2 separate regions of the Gossypium hirsutum genome follow, and region 2 is linked to region 1. A link is a contact called in public Hi-C data. All regions are on one chromosome and are shown on one strand. Each heading gives the region's core, a stretch centred on a gene start, on an enhancer-like site or on the middle of the called end of the contact. The rest is flanking DNA. Distances are from core to core; before and after follow the strand shown. Region 1 holds the start of LOC107921426 (non-specific lipid-transfer protein 4). Region 2 holds the start of LOC107921201 (myb family transcription factor MOF1).

The links. A called contact is a pair of places that touch in the nucleus more often than the background predicts.
Region 2: a contact with region 1 is called in a Hi-C map of leaf, with 2.7 times the contacts expected there. The contact joins the promoter of LOC107921201 here to the promoter of LOC107921426 in region 1. A contact is called at or near these places in 6 of 34 Hi-C or Micro-C datasets (callus, fibers, hypocotyl and 2 more).

The regions. Positions count from the first base shown.
Region 1 is chrD01:42,748,493-42,753,080 of Gossypium_hirsutum_v2.1, reverse strand. LOC107921426 (non-specific lipid-transfer protein 4) reads left to right here and starts at 2,313. Exons shown (of 2, transcript XM_016851277.2): 1 at 2,313-2,715; 2 at 3,326-3,559. The coding sequence starts at 2,367. The coding sequence ends at 3,342.
Region 2 is chrD01:43,004,215-43,008,776 of Gossypium_hirsutum_v2.1, reverse strand. LOC107921201 (myb family transcription factor MOF1) reads right to left here and starts at 2,969. Exons shown (of 7, transcript XM_016851084.2): 1 at 2,610-2,969; 2 at 2,077-2,224; 3 at 1,915-1,991; 4 at 1,778-1,814; 5 at 1,094-1,244; 6 at 587-860. The coding sequence starts at 2,203.

The sequences.
Region 1 (4,588 bases), core at 1,064-3,563:
GATAGGCGTGTTATACTCAACCAGAACTTTCGAGTCATACTCTTTGTTTGTCATACTCCTTCAATTGAAGAATGCTACGAGAATTAAATCCAGAAAACTTCCATAGGTGGGTATGCACCAAACATTAGTTCGCTAGAAGCTTATAAATTTGTGGACTAACTATCAAAGTGCGCCAAAACAGACAATTTCACATCTACACGCCTTCTCGGATCCGCCAAATTTGGCGTGTGACATAAATACCTTCTAATGTATTTTTAATGTGTTAGAAAACTTTTATTTTAGCGTTTTTAGTGAATTTAGGCCTTTAGTATATTATGTTTTCTAAAAAAATATTTTTAAATAAAAACTAATTTAAAAAGAAAGAAATATGGACAGGTCAAGTCGATCTGGATTTACCTTTCTTAAATTGGATCAAGCTTGGGCAAAAAAATGTAAGCCTATTTTTCAGGCTAGGCCAAACCCAGACTTGAAAAAATTGGTCTAAGTACCTTGCATGAACCCAATTCAAATCCGACCCAACCTATGAGCAACTATGAATAACGCTGACATTTAAGAAACAAGTAGTTGCTGGAATAACTTCTGTGATTGCTTACATATACAACCACTTTGAGCACTATCGAATTTTTTGTTTCCCTAGAGCTCAAAATTATATATCGGCAAAGCAAAACATTTTCACCACCATCTACAATAAGTTTATTTCTCGATGAAGATCACTTTATAATTTTCTCCTCAACTAAAGAAAAAGTATTATATGTAACAACCATGCGAGGTCAACCATCCTCAACCGAGGAAGAGAACAAGAAAGAGCTCACACATATGATCAAAAGCTACCTCGCCTAAAGGGCGCACACCTCACCTCACGCTGCATGAGCATCGTGCTTAGGCTAAATCTTGCATCAAGACCCATCTCCTACATGTTTCGCTCATAGCCATTGCTATTAGGACCTACAGGGGGGCTCCATAGTAAAACAACAAATCCTCTAATCAAATTGAGGTGCACATGCAGGATGGCCCACAATGACTCAACTATTAACTTCCTTCAGGAAAACACTTATCCAAGGAACCACATCAAGCCCTCAGCTATATAAACATTCTATATTGTGTAGATGACTCCAATACATTACTTTACATATCAAAACTCTATCAAGCATTCTCTAGAACCTTCTATTCCTCTCCAATCCCACAAGAACAACATTAATAGACTCTTTGCACCTTCGTATAATTCCTCATCAACCTTCATCACTAAATCTTGCATCAACAATTCAAATAAATTTTTTTGGTGCAGATAGATATACCTTTAGACTGTACATTGCTCTCTTCATATATCTGACCCCTCTATTCTCAATATTTGATTAAAAATATTCAAGCAAAGCTTTTAAAAATATCATATAATATTGTTGGTAAAATTAAAACTCTTATCATTAAAATTTAAACAATTGTCAGACCTTTCACTATAATATTTTTGTCAAGAAAATAATATCAACCTCAAGACTACAAATGTGGTAATATTGAACAATATATATTCTCTTAATAATTTATAAAATAAATATTTTATTTTTAATAGTAAAAAATATATTAAATTTACTAAAAAAAGTATAAAATGAAGCAAATAGTAAATTATGTAATAAGATATGTTTTTTTAGTTGGAGTGTGTTTGGGGACAATAATGACTAATAATTAGGTTGTAATCCAATTTGCTTGACTCTTGATTTAATTTCAGATTATTGGTTGAAGTCACTAAATATATGTTGTTTTTATTATTTTCTGCTTTGATTTTCATTGATCATGCATGGTGTTGATATTTAAGAAACAATTAGGATATGAAAGCATATAGGAGAGCACATACGTCAAGTATATGCTTTTCTTATTGAGATCATGTCATATCCAGCAGTTGGTTAATAAGTTTAAGCCACGTATAGTCTAATATATTTCAATATATCATAGTGGAGCAAATTATTGAAAGCTCCAAGAATGCCAAAAAGATAACGGAAACCCTTTGATGCATATGTTAACACTGCCACCTACCCTAAGGCAATCTGAAGAAGAGAACATGCCAGAAAAAATTTAACAAAAAGCCAAGGAAATAGCATTCTACTTATGAACCAAAATCTACCAAAGTAACAAGCGATGGATCCTTTCAGTGGGAACATTCAACTAATCATTACATCTTGAATAACCTGAGGGAAGAAGAAGACACAAAATGCTTCCACGTAAGTCTCCCACAACCACCGCACTAAACCCAAATTTCACCACCCCACAGGCCGAAACCCTTTTTTTTATTATTAAAATATGTGTATAAATATGCATTGGTGGAGGTCAGCAAAATCAGTGTGGAAAAAGAGTGAGTTTCGCGGAGTGTAACAGAGATGGCTTTGAGCTTGAAACCTTATTGTCTGGTTGTTTTGTTTTTGATTTCGATAAGTTTGAATGCATTGGTCAGTGATGCAGGTGCAGCAGGAGAGTGCGGGAGGACCCCAATCAGGTCGGCTGCAGCAAGCTTAAGCCCATGCCTGGGAGCGGCTCGGAATGCAAGGGCTAAAGTTCCTCCAGCTTGCTGCGCCAAGGTGGGTGCCTTACTCAGGACTTCTCCAAGGTGCCTTTGTGCTATTTTGCTATCACCATTGGCAAAGCAGGCCGGGATCATGCCTGGGATTGCTATTGCCATTCCCAAAAAATGCAATATTAGGAACAGGCAAGCTGGCAAAAAATGTGGAAGTAAGTACACTACCTCATTCTCTTCTTTATCTTTTGAAAGTGGTGTTTAACTTAACCAAACATTTACATAAATTAATGCCATGTTTTGGGCTCAAGACTGGCAAATAACAACGGCCATTGTGCATGTGCATGTTTCCTTTTGGGCTTGGTTTTGAAGATTAAAGGTATAAACGTAAAGCCCTAAAGTGATTAGCACAAGCTCGGCAACCCCAGAACATCAAGACCAAGCTGACTGGTCCAAGACATTCTCATTTTTAAACGGGCTTTAACTTTTTTCCCCTTATAAAATTAACTAGACTAGAATTCATACCACCCATTTTGGGGGAAAAAAATCTTTTAATATAATTTGTTAAAAAATAAATTAAAATTTAAAAATAATTTGTTAAGTTTATGATTATTTTTACTGCTAATTTTTATTACTATAAATAAAAAGAAAAATATATCTTAGTGGATAATATTTTTAGAGTAAATGGCATATATTATTGAAAACTAAGTATTTTATATAGTTATATTATTTGATATCATTAAAATGACATATATATTTTTAAAATTTTTAAAAAAAGTATTCCAATATGTTGAGGCTAACTAGTAAAATTTCGACACTTTTCAGGGTATACAGTCCCATAAGAAGGCAACGATGAAGGAGAATAATGGGTGATTTTGTAGGAGGGAGAAGCTGAGAGCTATGAATAAAGTATTGGTGCATGGTTACTTGGTGATTCATATATTAGTTTTAATGTAATGTTGAGAATTTGTGTAAGATGTGGAGGTTGCTTCAACACCTACGTCTTCTTTTATGTACCTTCACCTTTACATTATAATAATAATAATCCTTAAATACAAACCCTCTCTCTCTCCATCAATGCAAACCATAATAATAATTTGTTACTACAATAGATTTCGCATTGGATTAATTATTTTTGGATTAAATTGTAAAGTTAAAATATATTTTAAATTCTTATATTTGGAATTTAATGATTATATTTTTATTTTTAGGAATTTAGTTATTTTATTTTTTGGATCTAGTTATTAACACCGTTAATTTTTTTTTGTTAAATTCTCTAGTGTGACATATTGAAATTAAAAAAAAAAAAGAATACTCATTTGTATCCATGTAACAAAATAAGATAATATTGTAATGGACTTGAATGTAATACATAATTTTAATGATATTAACAATTATTATAAATTCACTCAATATTTTAATCAAAATAAAATATTTAGATTAACTAATGACATTATAAAAGTTGAGATACCAAATTATATAAAAATAGAGATTATATTTCAAAATTAAACATAATATAAGGACCAAAATTGAAATTTAACAATTAATATATAATCTTTAAAAAAGACATAAAAGAAAAAGTGTCTATTTGGAAAGGTGTTAAATAAGAAATGCCTCACAACATTTTTATCCCTTTTTAAAGAGCGGATTTAGTAGCAATCTTAACTCATAAATGAAAGCACTGATCAACACCTTTAAATATATAAATTGAAGTTAAAAAATTTGAATAAATGAATTTGCAATTAAACATGCTGATCAAACCCTATAAATGCATCATTTAAAATAAAAAATTATAATTTAATAAATATAATTTTTCATGCGGATATATATAAAATATATTATGTAGAAATAAAAACTAAAAGATAATAAAATAATTTTTTGTTTCTATTTTTTTTCTTTTAACTGCTTGAAAAATAATGATAAATTGATTCGTAATTTGACATATACAAACACCTTTAAATATGTATTTTCTAAAAAAAGGAATTAATAAAATATTTTTTACTAGATAAAATGTAAATTTTAAATCAAAAGAATTCATAGTTAAAATATTAAGGTATATATTTTTTCTTAAAATAGACATTTTAACTT
Region 2 (4,562 bases), core at 1,720-4,219, 260 kb before region 1:
GGGGTAAAGGGAAAAAGAATTTTAAAAAAACATTCTTTCCTTTTAACTTAAGATTGAGAATATGCTTATTCTCAGTCTATATATATACATCGCTGACACAAAAGGAAAGGACACCAAGAAAGAAAAGAAGGAACTTAATAAAGACAATTTTTAATCCTTTTTGGCTTTGTTTCATTCATTCTTTTTTTTTTGGTTCAATATTGTTTCATTCTTTCTTGTTTCCTGTGTGTTCATCGTCCTAATGAGAGAAGGGGGGGGGAATATTATATACATATAGATAGCTAGTTTTCAGTGGTGTAGTGCTTTTCATGAACAGGACGTGTTGAAGTGAAAACACTATGAAACTAGACCCTATATTTTTGTGAGGCAAGTAGGGTTAGAAGACACGGATATTCCCTGTTACCACTGGTCATAAGAGCCAACATTGAATGTGGAAAGTGGAAACTAGCTTATATAAAATCAAGTGTTCCAAACCCAACATTACACTCAAGCTCATAAACAAAAGCTGGGAAAATAAATATATAAAGAGAAAAAGAGAGGGAGGGAGGGAGAAAGAAAAAAAAATGGTGGGGTTTGGCTAGTGTACCTTAAGGAAATCAGATTCTTCCACTGAATATTTGAAGGAGTTGAGATTGTAAAGATCATGTGGCAGAGAGAAGGTTGTGGATTGACCTTGGGCCTGAGGGTGAGTCTGGGTGTGTTCCCATATGAAAGCACCATTACCTTCCTTTATTCCTTTATAAACAGCCATTGTCTGCAGATAATCATCATAAAAGTACGGATTTGAGACTCTCTCACATACTCCTTGGCTGCATTGCAGATTCTGATCAGAGATTGAACTCTTGGTCTCGATTCTAGCTCTGAGGCAAAGGAGGTTTAAAAAAACAAAAGATAATGAGAACAGAAATCAAACAATAAGAATTTTAGAGAGGAAAAAATTTAAAAGAAAAAGAAAAAAAAAGGTAGTAGCAGATAAGAAAAGATCATGCAACATACTACCTTCTTTTGTTTGTTTCTTGCACTACACTATCAACTTTTCTTTTTTTAAGTATATGAAAAGTCTGTAACCATGGGGGAATAAAGCTAAGCTGACCTTTTTGAAGGAAGAGGAGAGTGGATCAAATGAGAATCTGATTCTTCAATGGGCTTTGAGGTTGAGTGAAAACCCATAATATCAATTACATCATCAACACAACCATCATGTTTCTCAAAAGATTGTCTTCTTTGATGGGTTGAACTCCTATCTGTGTCATTTGACAGACCCCAACACAGAAGTTTCAATAAAAAAAACTTCATGAAAGAATAGTAAGAAAATTGAAAAAGAAAAGAGCCAATTAAGTCATGAGTTGGGATAGCATGCATGCATATTATTTAAGAGATGTTTGCTCAGAAAACACTTGGAAACAGCTGTAGTCAAGGAATGGGGATGTATGGGATTCATCAGATATGCCAATAGAGGAAGATTTGGCAAGGAAACAAGTTAATGGCTGTTCACATCTAATTTGGCATCAAATGTATAAGAGAGAAAAGGAAATAATAAATGAAGTGGTACATCTAGGCTTTTACTAAAAATTATGTAAAGAAGGGAGTATATGATCTTGGATACTTTATACCAAAACACAACCATTAGAAGAAAGTATCATAGAATGATATGCAAACACACACACACACTGATGAATATAGAACAGTTAGTTCCATAGTTAAAAACTGAGAATTGGAAAAGGTATTTGGGATATAAAGAAGAAAAAAAACATTTTTTAAAGAAGTGCTAAGATACCTTGTCTGCTAAGATCACTTCTCATGCTCCGATACATCTGGTCAGAATGTAAAGAAACCCATGTGAACAAAAATGATCGAAGGGGAAGAAAAAAAAGAAGGAATTTGAAAGCCAGAAGGGAAGAAAGAAAGATGAACCTGAAGGTGGCTTTTCACATGTGAAATGGTGAGTCCTTTCACATCCATCAGTTGAAGAACAAGTTTCGGCGTAGCTTCTGGCAAGTCGAAACAAACAAAAAAAAAGGCCATTATTTCAACACCAAAAGAAACAAGCTGAAGAAGAAGAAAAGGGAAACTTACTGTCTTGACCACCAAGCCTTTCGATAGCTTGAACAAAACATTGATGAAGTTCAGGTGTCCATCTCAAACGAGGCACCTTTGATCTTATATACTGCCTCACTGCACCACTCCTCCCACAACTGCCCATTTCCTTCTTTGTTCCAATCTCCTAAAAAAAAACTCTCGTTCTTATGTTCTTTAAAACCCTCAAATGGGAACCCCCCCCCCCAAAGGTATATCCTTTGAAAGCTTTGAAGGCTCTTAATACGATCACTAGCGATAAACAAAGAAAAAAGGACCTATGTTTCAGGTTTTAGTGGTAAATATTTTTATGATAAAAACTCCTGGAACTGGAAAACCCTGGGTTGTTTCAATGTTGTTGGAATTGTCTAGGTACAAAGCAGCAAGAAAGACACTAACTGCAGGAGCCCCTTGAAGAAAAAAGAAATATAAAACAAAAGAAAAAGGCAGAGGAAAGAGAACAAGAAAGATCACGAGGAAAGGAATAAGACGAACAAGGCACTGTAAAATTCCTTAAGAAGCACTGATAATACCTGCAAACTGCTGCCTTTCTTCTGTTTCTAATACTCTCTAATCTCTGCACACTTTCAGAGATACACAAAATCAACAAAGACCAAAAATAATATTTTTATATAAGAAAAAAACTTTCAAACCCCCCAATTGAATTAAATAAAAATGAATGATAATAAAAATTAAGAACTCTCACGAGTTCTCTGATCTGCCTTCCCTGAAATCATTACCCCTATACCCAACTGCTTTACATTGACCTTTTGCTTCCCTCTTTCTGTACATAATATAGAGCCTATAAGCTCTATTTTCCATACAAAAAGAAAAAAAGACAAAATATTTATGTATTTATTTACTTCATATATTCCTCTATAATACTGCCAACTTCCTCATCATCACAAAAGACGCCATGAATATATATATTTGTATTACTATCATAATTTTGTATGCTTTTTTGTTTCTTTGGGACAGATTTTTCTTTCCACAACACGGAAAGTGACACGGTTAGCGCACCCCTTTACTGTGCTGTCTTAAAGGAAAAGCTTCTACCCTGACGCTTTTACCCTTGTTTTCAAATGGTAGTTGTCCATTATATGTTCCTTGTTTTTTGTTTTAGTCCATTTGACCCAATTTATTAAACATTTCAGTATATAAATATAGTCATATGAATAATCTTTTTATTTAACTCAGTGTCAATTTTCTTTTTATTAGGATTCCATGGCTCCTCCTCTACTAAACATGTCTTACTGCCCTAAATAACGGTAACTTAGTCGAGGATATTATGATATATGAATTTTAATTTGATGTAATTATATATATTAATTGTACATATTTTATTAAATCAAAATTAATTTTAATGTACATACCATTTTAACTATTATTATTAAGAATGGTTTTTGCAATGTAAAAATTATGAGTTTGGATGGTGAATATTTCATTAATTAGAGGTTAATGGTTTTGGGGGAATTTATACTGCTTCAGTGGGTATTGATAATATCTTCTAACATGAAATTAAGAGTAGTATGTTACAAAATTTATTTAAAAAGTTGCCTCTGATAAGATAGTTATTATAATGGAAGAGTGGAGACTAACCTAACCGAGCAAAATAATGTAAAACCGCTGAGAGTCAAGTCTGGTTGGGTAATGTTTGAATTAAATTGGAACGAGTTTACATATAGTATTGATATTTTATTTTGTTTAAGTTGAATTTATAAATAATTAATTCGAATCTATTTAATTAAATAATTTATTTTTTAATTTTTAAAAATATACTTTTTATTTAATATTTTGTAATTTTGTATATATACTTTTCTTTTACTACTAGAAGATAATTTTTTGTTTTTTTAAATTTTTTTGGTAAATATAAATAATTGGCTTAATGATAAATTTGGCTATTAACGCATGCATATTTTGTCAAAATAACCCTATTTGTATTTTTGAGCCTTTTTTGGCCATCAACCTTTATTCTTTTTGGCCCTAGGTGTGGTGTCGTGACATTGAGCCCAAAGTTGTGACACCTAGTTTGCAAGGTCGTGAAATCATTGAAGGTTGTGAAATGGGGAAATAGTGGTCATCACCGGGGGTGTTGTGATATAGATCAGTGGATGTCGCGACATCGAGAACCTTCAAAGCCACAATTTTTCCACTATCAAGGGTGTCACAACACTGAACGTGGATGTTGTGACTCTGTTGCCTAACGGGGAGAAAAATATTGCAAGGGTAGTCTTTTGTCCAACACCAACACAAGTCAACAAATACAAATTAAGGGCAATTTTGTCAATGTTAGGGTTGAATTTATCATCTGTTAAAAGACCCTTTTGGCTGTCAACTTAAAGGAGCCAACTTTCTTTCATTTTTTAGCTTAGTTGTTAGTTTCTTCTCTATTATTAGGTTTAGGTCATTTACTTTCCTGAGCTTACTTGGTGTGGTTGGTAATTTAGTTAGTTTTTACTATAGCTTTTAACTTCCTTTGCAATTTA